2 separate regions of the Sus scrofa genome follow, and region 2 is linked to region 1. A link is a contact called in public Hi-C data. All regions are on one chromosome and are shown on one strand. Each heading gives the region's core, a stretch centred on a gene start, on an enhancer-like site or on the middle of the called end of the contact. The rest is flanking DNA. Distances are from core to core; before and after follow the strand shown. Region 1 overlaps PRICKLE1 (prickle-like protein 1). Region 2 has its middle 230 kb from the start of ADAMTS20.

Region 1 (5,321 bases), core at 1,027-3,526:
TGCAGGCTGGAGACGTGGCAACCCGTCCCGGTGATGGAGAGGATGGGGCCATGGCATGTAGTGCTAAAGTGATTTACCTCAATGAGGCTGGTCGTTTACTCTCCATTTCCCAGAAAATGCTCATCAGGGAATACAGCTGAAGTCGGCTCATTGGCCGTCTACATCTTTGTGCTAGCTTGGAAAATGCACAGTTTATCTTAATGTGTGGCGTTACCCTTGTTTTAAAATAGTGGCATTCAATTCTTAGGTTCTACTTAATATTTATGTTCTTAGTCTCTGCAAGGATGGCATCTCCATCCTCAGCCAGATTTGGCAAGGAACACATGTGCATATTTCATGATTCAGATTAAATTGCATTGAAGGCCGGCATTGTGGTGGGGGTGTGTGAGTTCCTAATTAAATTCTTAACCTCTCGTTCTCTTCCTTGGACATGTAGGAATTTTTTTTGGGGGGGGGCATAGCACGCAGCAGGTTTATGTGGGATCTCAGTTCCTAGACCAGGGGTTGGACCCAGGTTGCAGTGTTTCAGGTGAAAGTGCCAAGTCCTAACTACTAGGCCACCAGGGAGCTCCTAACACATCCTTTATTTATTGAGGCGTAAAAGAAACGCGCAGATGATCAGGAACCCTTTCCTAAGTGGGGAATGAATGAACGGCACCTGTGAGATGATACCCTGTTTAAAAGGTCGGACCCTCCCAGTGCTGAGGCAGAAAACGGGGTCGTCTTTACTTTTGGTTCCAGGTGAATGAAAGGTAAAAGTAATAATTGGATTAATAGCTGCTGTGTGGCCTTATTCCTACATCTAGTAGAGACTGTAGCCAGTGGATGCTTAGCCTCCCATTTGTGTGCTGTTAACATTTTAATTTTTTAGCATCCTTTGATTGATAAAAGAATCCCAGGTTTTAACACTCATGGGTTTGAATAGGTAACACTCTCACACAAGTATTTCAAGGTACATTGAGAGAGATTCGGACAAGCGGCTGAGTCTCAGGCTGACAGCGTTTAGGTTCCACTGTTTTTCCCACTTGTAGAAACAGATGAGAGACTTTTCCAGCAGAGGAATGTCTGGAAGTCGATGTGTCAGGCACGCGGTGTGACTAGATTGGCTTTTAGCTTCGTGACCCTGGGCAAGTCACGTCCCTTCCCTGTGCCGTGTTTTCTTTTTTTTTTTTTTTTCTTTCTTTGTCTTTTTTTTGCTATTTCTTTGGGCCGTTCCCGCAGCATATGGAGGTTCCCAGGCCAGGGGTCCAATCGGAGCTGTAGCCACCGGCCTACGCCAGAGCCACAGCAACGCGGGATCCGAGCCGCGTCTGCAACCTACACCACAGCTCACGGCAACGCCGGATCGTTAACCCACTGAGCAAGGGCAGGGACCGAACCCGCAACCTCATGGTTCCTAGTCGGATTCGTTAACCACTGCGCCACGACGGGAACTCCCGTGTTTTCTTTAAAATTGGGCTGGGTTGCGTACCCTTCGATAACTCCGCTGGTAAAGTGGAGGACTATAGACCAGACATATATAAAACTGGATTGGGCTAATTATCGAGAACTTTCTTTTTTGGTGGCGGGAAAGGGGCAGGTATTAAAAAGCTGCATCTGATTCTAGGAGTTCCCGTCATGGTGCGGTGGAAACAAATCTGACGAGGAACCATGAGCTTTTGGGTTCGATTCCTGGCCTTGCTTAGTGGGTTAAGGATCCAGCGTTGCTGTGAGCTGTGGTGTAGGTCGCAGACGCAGCTCAGCTCTGGCGTTGGCTGGGCTGTGGCTGTGGCCGGTGCCTACAACTCTGATCTGAACCCTAGTCTGGGAACCCCCACATCCCATGGGAGTGACCCTAAAAAGACAAAAGACAAAAAAAAAAAAGCAAAACAAAAACTGCACTTGATTCTAAAAGGCTTATATCTTTTTTTCTTCTTAGTGCCTGGGGATGAGGGCTAATTTTTAAGAACCATTAGAAAGATAGACGGGACGTACATGGCGATTTCTAAGTGCCTGCTGGGTTTTAGGTCAGGGGCTGGTGTCTTTAGAGGCCTTCATCTGAGGAGCGTGTCAGAGCCGGCAGCCGGCTGATAGCATGTCACACACGGTAGGTGCTGCAGAGCTTGTCAGTGAAAGCCTGATGGTAACAGATCAACACTAACAGTCACCAAGCTGGATTTTAATTTAACCTGGTACTCCGAGTCCATGCCTTTCTGTTGAAGGAACTCATCAGTCGATGTCTGGCTGACTTTACCCCGTAGATAGTAAAGGCGTGTGGATTCAATGTGCTGGGTAAGGATTTAACTGTGCCTTTTCCTCTCTATGAGTCAACTCAAGTTCACTGCCTCTCAAACTATACTGGAAACCTGAAACCTTAGCACAGCGGCCCAGTGGACCCACTCTGTGCAGGCACCCTGCTTCTCTTGGGAAACTGGATGAGGAAATGGGGTGACTGGAGCCAGTCTTCATGGCACACAGTAGTGGGCAGGGCGAGAGACCCAACCTGACTTCCGTCTACACCTCCTGGGGCTTCGCAGGGATTTCATTTGTGGGAAGTTAAGTCAGCAAAGCAGTTTTCTTGAGAACCTTTGTAAAGTTTAGAGAAGCACCTTTTAAAGGCATCTGGAAATAAACTAGTTTGGGTGGCATTTTCTGAAATGCTGAGCTGGTAAGGGGCCTCTTTCCAACCGGGGCAGCCCTAGGTTCTGAGGTCCCGGGGCCGGGGTTGGCGACACTAGTAACTTGGTCCCTTTCTCTGGGCCCCGCTGTGTGGGAGCGAGCACCAGTGAAAACTCTCGGAGGGCGGGGTTCCCGGTGGCTCAGCAGGAGCAGACGGGGGAGCTGAGCGTGGTTGCTGCTGTGGCTCCAGGGACAGCTGGGGTGCGGGTTTGATGGGAACGTCCGCATGCTGTGGGTGTGCCCCCCCCCCCAAAAAAAGCTTTGGGAGGGTAAGAGCGTGCCTTCAGGTGCCTCTCTTTCATTTTTGCACTGTTGTCCCCAGCAGCCGTTGTTGGATGTCCCGTGACTGAGAAGCCGTCGTGGGACTCGGTGGTCCTGCCTCTGGAGATGGAGCCCAAGATGAGCAAACTCGCCTTCGCGTGCCAGCGGAGCTCCACGTCGGACGACGACTCGGGCTGTGCGCTGGAGGAGTACGCCTGGGTGCCTCCGGGCCTTAGGCCAGAGCAGGTACCAGGCTAGCCACCCGCCTTCCTGGCTTCCCACGTGATCTAATGTTTTAAAGAGTTTTCGTTTATTCTTTCTGCCATTTCTAGGGCCAGACCCATGGCATATAGAGGTTCCCAGGCTAGGATCTAATCAGAGCTGTAGCTGCCGGCCCACGCCAGAGCCACAGCAACACGGGATGCAAGCATGTCTGCAACCTACACCACAGCTCACGGCAACGCAGGATCCCTAACCCACTGAGCAAGGCCAGGGACTGAACCCACAACCTCATGGTTCCTAGTCGGATTCATTAACGACTGCACCACAGCAGGAACTCCCGGCCTCACTCTCTTTTAGATGGTTTTAAGTGGTTGCTTTTTAAGGTCACACTTAGTTTCTCAATGCAGGTTTTCAATCCCTTTTGTACGCTTGGACCCAGAAGCCCTGTAGGGATGCTGTTTTTGCCCTAATGAGTAAAATCCAGAGTCCTGCCTGTGCATTTGTCATCTGGATTTCTGGGGAGACCCTTTGGAGGGTGAGGGAGGAATTTAACCTTTTTAAGAACTTCAGTAACAACAAAAAGGTAGTAAAAGGTAAGAGGAAAGTTTCCATGCTGGCTCTCAGCAGCGCCCTTGCTTTGGAGGAGAGGAGATGCAGAAGCTGTAAGAGACCATCTGAAGGGTTATTGCTCGGGATTTGACCTTTGATAACTTTACACATGAAGGATTCTGTCTCACAGTATGAACTAGGAAAAAAATTAAAGAGCTAATTTTGTGTCTTGCTGTATTATTTTTAGGAAGATGAGAACAGTCTGTGTACCTGTTTCTAGCTTCCCAGTATCCTTACAAAGATGAACTTGTTAAAAATTACTCATGGTGGATATAAGGGCCAAGATAGTTTGAAATCCAAGGATCCGGTTGGGCATATGTTTGCTTCTGAATTGTGGTTGTGTTGCCCGATTGGTGGGAACTCCTTTGAGAAGAGGGCTTCTTGCTTCATCTGGGGCCAGCACGATTCTTGGCTACACCTGTAGCTTGTATTCAGTGTTTACAACTGTACAAGCTCCTGTGACTGATACAGTAGGAGAGGGCAGAGAGCTGTGCTCCAGGCAGGAAAGCAATGTTTTGACAAACTCCTTATTGAGAGAGAATCCTTCTTGCGGCTTAGAGTGAGGAGGTTTTAGGAGATAAACTAAGATTGAAGCCAGCAGGCCCTCACTTCCCTAGTGTCCTGTTTTTTTGCCTTGAAATTTTCTTCATTCTTCCTCAGCACTGCCGTATCCTTTGCAGTACTCCGGAAGGGATGTTTCTTTAGATACAATAGGAAAAAAATCGACTGAGTTCTCCTTTCAAAATGAACTAAGTACAGCTTAATATGGCTTCCCTCTAGTGTCTTTGGGGAAGCTGACTCCGGGTATTTAGAAAAGGGCACCCATGGAAGCAAAGAAAGCTGAAGCTTGAGAAAAACCTGATAAGGGAGCATTTACCAAGTTTAACAGAACAGCTTTTGTCTTTGTATCGTGGCACATTTGGAGAGCAGATTCCGTGTGTTTGTGTAGCAGCTGGATCTTGCACAGTGTCACACGGCCTGTGTGGTCATGTCCTATAGTCATGCAGAACTCTCCTGGCTGACCCTGGGGCGATCACCTACGCAGAGTAGCCTGAAGCATGCGTGTTTTATGGTGCATAATTAAGGATGCCCCTAATTGTCACTCCAGATCACATTCCCGAAGAGCAATTGAGCAGCTGGATGCCGGCTCTCCGGAGGGTGTGCAGGGCTGCTGAGTGGGCTCAGCTGGTCTTCTCATTAGCTCCAAGAAGCCAAATCCTGTCAGAGGCCAAACCCAGACCCTGAGAGGCCAGGTATCTTTTTAAGGTGGAATGAGCTAATGTGTTTGCTTCCCATGGGCTGACGTGTCCTCTCCTCTCTCCCTCAGATCCAGCTCTATTTTGCTTGCTTACCAGAGGAAAAGGTTCCCTATGTTAACAGCCCTGGAGAGAAACACCGGATCAAACAGCTTTTGTACCAGTTGCCACCACATGATAATGAGGTAAAAGAACAGGAAGAAGGCTAATTAGGAAAAAAAAAAAAATCCACCCTAAGCATGGAGATGCCTCCCATAAACCCCAGCTCCTCCTCCCTGGCTAGGGTTCTTTGGTAAAGAGTACCGCTCTCCATTC
Region 2 (5,321 bases), core at 1,682-4,181, 730 kb before region 1:
ATTTCTATTGCATAAATCTCTGCTTGGAATGGTAATATTTAAACACGTAAAAACTCTTAAGAGTATATTGAGATACGTTATCCTCTTGAAGACTCTGTTGCTTGTTTATAAAAGCAATATTAAGCAACCCATGGCTTGGTTATGAGCATTGGATAAGAGGATATGTGTAAAGAATATTTTATTATCTATATAGGAATAAATAAATATTAATTCCTTTTTTATTCTCCACCCTGGGACCTACCTGAACAACCATCCTTTTCTGTAGCCCATCCAGGATGAAACAAGCAAAAATAATAATAGTAATAATAATCCACATTAAGCCACTGAATAGGAGAACTAAATGCTTACTCTACCTTTACTCAAATATATGATGAAGGTTGGAGTCAGGTAAAATAATGGCAACATATGTACTTAGCAGATGGTTAGTTTTCAATTTAGTTTCCTATCTACTCTACTCCAATTACTTTATATGCTCCAGGGTGGCACAATAGGGACACAGTGCTACTAATAAGTCAAGCTTTGGACTGAAAATAAACAGTTCTGCCTCTTTCATCCTATTTCTTTTCAATATTATTGAGCTAATTAGTTTAGAGCCCCAACATGTAGAGCGAATTCCTAAAAATAGATAATTTTATTAAGAGCCTTGGGGAAATACTCTACTGTAATTTGCTTTCCAGATAAATTTTTTATGTAGGTATACAAGAACTATTGCTCAATTATAATAAAATCCCTGTGGAATTACCTGCTCTATGATAATCAGTGTGAGCTCATTCTGGCACACATGTTTTTACAATGAACACCACAGTGCTGTGGTGAAGGGTCAGACAAAGCAGAGAAACAGATGATGTAGGTAACCAGGAAGCCAAAACTGAAGAGCAGAGAAGCTAAAGACTTCAATAGGTTTCAACTGAGAAAAAGGAGGGAGGCTGAGGTTTTGTGCAATGAGACTTCTTCATACTTTAATGATCACTTCCTGAAAATGTTGCAATACCATTTCAGTCTCCAAAGGAGTAAAGTCCTACTCTGGGTAAGGAAGGAGTAAATGGAAATTGCAGAAAGATCATTTTCTTCCTGGAACAATATAAAAAATTTGGCTGCCTTTTCTGGCAGAGAAATGTTGAATTATATTTCTCTTTTTTGTATAATATATTGCCTTTCTATGAGATAAGCCTTTAGGGAAAAGGGCCAACATCCTTTCCCACCCTTACAAGCTGTCAGATTATTTTATTTGTTTTGCAAATTTGAATTTGCTAGAAGTTATCTGTTGAGATGGGCCAAGTAGAAGAAATTCAAGTGGTGTACCACGCACAATCTCAATCAACTCACCATAACTGCAACTTCTCATGGACTCTAGACGACCATTTTCCAAATCCTTCATTAATGGTCAAAACAACTTAATGCTATTTAGTTTAATTTTATCTGATAAACAAGGTCAGATCTGGACAGCACCTTAAAGAGAGTTCCTCAAGAAAAAAAAAATTAACCCAGAAAATAATAATATTAAAAATGTTTCATCTTTCCCAGTCAAGTTGAACCCCTGGGGAGGATATTTGATGAATGAAAGGAAACTGGATCCTGGTTCATTTTTAAGAAACTCCATGTCTCTGAGCTCTTTCTGCCAGTTTTTCTGCAGAATCATCTGAAACCTATTCCAAGGGGCTCCCCATATTCAAACATCAGAAAATTTCATATTCTTTACACTATTAGTCCATTGCTGTTGTATAAATGATCTATTGCCTTTTTTTTGTCTATAGTACTTGCCTCTAAGTTTTATACTAAAATGCTCCCCAGAAACTCTTCGTACACAGTGGACAGTCTCTGAGTTATTCTGTCCGTAATGGTGTAAAGTAGATCAACAAGTTACTTCTTTATTAAAACTAATTGTTAATAATAACTGCATTAATTGAAGACGTTATAATAGAGAAGAACAAATCTGGCTCCAAGTAAGATCTGTTCCTTAACACTTTAACCTTTGTGCTCTGTTGCCTATTCTGGCTCTAGACCTTATATCTGGGATTAACCTTTGTGCTCTGTTGCCTATTCTGGCTCTAGACCTTATATCTGGGATCTAATACAAGGCACAGATGAACCTAATTCAAGGCACAGAAAAGAAAATCATGGACTTGCCGAATAGATTTGTGGTTGCCAAGGGGGAGAGGGAGGGAGCAGGGTGGCTGGGGAGCTTGGGGTTAATAGATGCAAACTATTGCCTTTGGAATGGATTAGCAATGAGATCCTGCTGCGTAGCACTGGGAACTATGTGTAGTCACTTATGATGGAGCATGATAATGTATAAAAATAGAATGTGTACATGTATGTGTAACTGGGTCACTATGCTATACAGTAGAAAAAAATTGTATTGGGGAAATAACTATTAAAAAAATAAAAACACACACAAAAAGAAAGATTAAAAGATAGTATTATGGAAGTTCAGGAGAGAGAGACATTAAAATGATTTAAGAAAGGCTTCTGAGATATATAGTTTATGAACAGAACCTTGAAAAACAGTGAAGATTTTGTGTGGTGAGAAGGGCTGTAATAAGACTCTGGAAATGGGCTCCTAGTTTCAAATTCTCACTCTGTCTGGTGAATTTAACCAATGCCATGGGTGAAGTTACTTAACCACCCTGTGCGAAACGGCAGTGGTAGTAGGTTCTGTTCTGTAGAGTAGTTGTGAAGATAACTCCGGTTATTGTATGGATTTTCCTGATAAAGGCACAACACCAGGTTCACTTTTAGTGACCTGCGATCTAGGCTACACTGCTTAGCAGACACTTCTTAGTGAAAGAGAATATGGGAATTAGAGAGCATCATTCACAGCACATGGAGAAAGAACTGCATATCAGATCATGTTCAGTTTGAATGTATGGCCCTAGACTCTGCCAAGAACTTCAGCCACCTGCTAAGGGGCTCCCTCTCTGCACTCTGGGACCAATCGATCTGATCCTTAGCAGTATTTCTACCACCTGGTGGAAGTCACCATGACATCTGCAGAGGGAGTAGCTCAAGACATCTCATGTGGCAATCGGCATACTGGCTGAGAGTATAAAACCCTGGTGGAGAGGGTGACAAGCACTGAGGGTCTAGATTCTTAGATTTAGAAACCTGTGCTGCTCTTGCAAAAATCTCTCCCATAAATATAACTTCCCTTTGTGTCCTCAGGAAATATTTTACGCCAGATGTGATGGATTTATGGTGAAGACTACCTCGTTTGAGATTCCAGGAAGCAATTGTGCAGAGCCCAATGCTTTCTTACTTTTTCAAGGACCTCCTGTATAGCACAGGGTAATCTACTCTATACAGTGTAAGAACCTATATGGGAAATGAATCTGAAAAGAAACGGATATATGTATATGTATATGTAAAACGGATTTACTTTGCTCTACACCTGAAAACTAACATATCTTTCTAAGTTAATCATACTCAAATAAAATTTATGAAAGAAAAATTTCAAGGAACTGCAATTGAAGTGGCTTGAGATACCTGACACCTAGAAGATCATGCCTCATTATCCTCATTGAGAGTAGTATTGAATTTCTTCTGACCTGATGTCTTTCTATCCTGAAATCTCTGCCCCAATTTGGTCTTTCATATCAAGCACAAAGACTTAGGTACATTTTGTCTGGTTCAGCAACCTCTTGAGGAAAGTGGCGGAGCTACAGAAAAGATAAGCGAATGTTCCTTACAATTAATAGCACTGCAGTATGTCTATTTGTGCAGCTCCATCCCTGAGCAGCAATATAAGAAATTATTGGCTCCAAATAATGGGCATGTTTCTGTTGCTTTCCTTTCGTTGTCACTTATAGATTTAACTCTCTGGGAAATTAGAACTTGCTCACAGTGCAATCATTTCGGTCAAAATGAAAATGAAACATTTTAAAAGCGAAGTTCGCTTGAGTTCAGTGTACCCTCTGAGATTAAAGAAAAGTATGTATTAAAACCGATATCAATGTTGTAATTATAAAGGATATCATTTAACTTGTAAAAAAAAAGCCGTGTTCATTTTAAAATTCATTACTCTCAAATAAATTCCTCTCAGTAAAATGTATGATTTATTTATTTATATATCAAATTTTCAAAGAAGGAAGACAAGTAGCTTATATTATTAAAGGTGGCTGATTTTGTTTCTTGCCACTGGAGAGAGAAAAATCCTTTGATTACTAAAACTGCTTTACTTTGAAGTGAACGATAGAGGGCACTCATGTATTTCATATATAATTGTGCATAACTTTTTTTCATCTGTTAAAATTGACTAAACAATCCTTAATGCATTTTAAAAAGGATTGCAAATGTAAAAATAATATATAACATTGAATACACACATACCATTTTTTATAAATAAAAGCAATCAGGAGAACACTTCTTGGAAAATTACTATGCACATCACTTTAAAGGGATTTGCCAACCAAATTCAAATAAGAACAAATACAAAACTCCTTTTCTACTGAGTTTGATTTTAATTCAATCTGAAATAAGCCAGCATTTAAAAATGATGCTGTTTAAAAAGAATGAGAAAGACGTCTTTCAACCTAAAATGTGGCAGATGCCAGATTTTGACTGAAAAGATGTCTTCCGACTGATAACATGGAATCAAAATTGCCAAAATTTATAACTGAAGACAATGGGATGGTCTCAGCTCAGTTCCAAGGAGAGGTCTGATCCCTTTCCAAGGGGGAGCCTAATGTTTCCCTGGAACCAGCCATCCCAAAGGGAGGCTGGAACCTGGAAGAACAGGGATGCCTCAGGCCAGGAGAAAGGTAATGCTCTGTGTTCTTGCTGCAGCTGTCACTTCTTGTCCCCAACGCCACTCTACTGTGTCCAAAACACCTTCCTGCCGAGTGTCATAGAGCTTTGCAACTGAGTGGTACCTACATTCTTCCTAAAATCTTTTAACTGTCAAGTGTTAAACATAAAATCCTGGTAAAAGTCTTCAGAAAGATTTTCCTAGTGGACCTCAGAAAGAAAGAAAAGCCTGCGGACTTATCCCAAAATCAAAATATGGGGCAAACAGCCAGAAGTAATCAGGAACTTCAAAGCGATGAAAGAAATCAAATTTTTTTTTCTTCTGCAGATAAGGGATTAGTCATTATAGTCTTTCCCACAAGTATTTGGTTCAGAATTGAAGAACAAGTCATAACTTTTGCTGCCTTCAAATATTTTCATGCTTTTATGTTCTTCAAGTTTTGTCCCTTACCATGTAACACATTTAAAACCACAGGGAAATGACACTGTCTCCCTAATCAATTTCAAGTTTTGATGAAGAAAGAGTGCTTTGCAGAGAGGCATTCACATTTGTGAATTTGGTCTTTTTGCATATCAGT

Evidence for each region. Hi-C and Micro-C count contacts between places; a contact is called where the count stands out from the background.
Region 2: a Hi-C map of omental adipose tissue shows a contact between it and region 1, with 2.9 times the contacts expected there. The contact joins two enhancer-like sites. A contact is called at or near these places in 16 of 47 Hi-C or Micro-C datasets (adipose tissue, alveolar macrophages, embryonic fibroblasts and 10 more) and 1 of 2 datasets of contacts at active chromatin or transcription factors (skeletal muscle).

What each region holds. Positions count from the first base shown.
Region 1 is chr5:73,717,291-73,722,611 of Sscrofa11.1, reverse strand. PRICKLE1 (prickle-like protein 1) reads left to right here. Exons shown (of 8, transcript XM_021092560.1): 2 at 2,984-3,165; 3 at 5,078-5,191. The coding sequence starts at 3,046. Among named protein-coding and RNA genes, the nearest start is that of PRICKLE1, 110 kb to the left of the region's middle. Within about 2 kb of position 2,276, at least 3 of the 83 cell types and tissues checked have an H3K27ac peak or open chromatin away from gene starts, as enhancers often do. A contact at or near this core is called in omental adipose tissue, where this site is marked.
Region 2 is chr5:74,444,436-74,449,756 of Sscrofa11.1, reverse strand. No RefSeq gene overlaps it. Among named protein-coding and RNA genes, the nearest start is that of ADAMTS20, 230 kb to the left of the region's middle. Within about 2 kb of position 2,931, at least 2 of the 83 cell types and tissues checked have an H3K27ac peak or open chromatin away from gene starts, as enhancers often do. A contact at or near this core is called in omental adipose tissue, where this site is marked.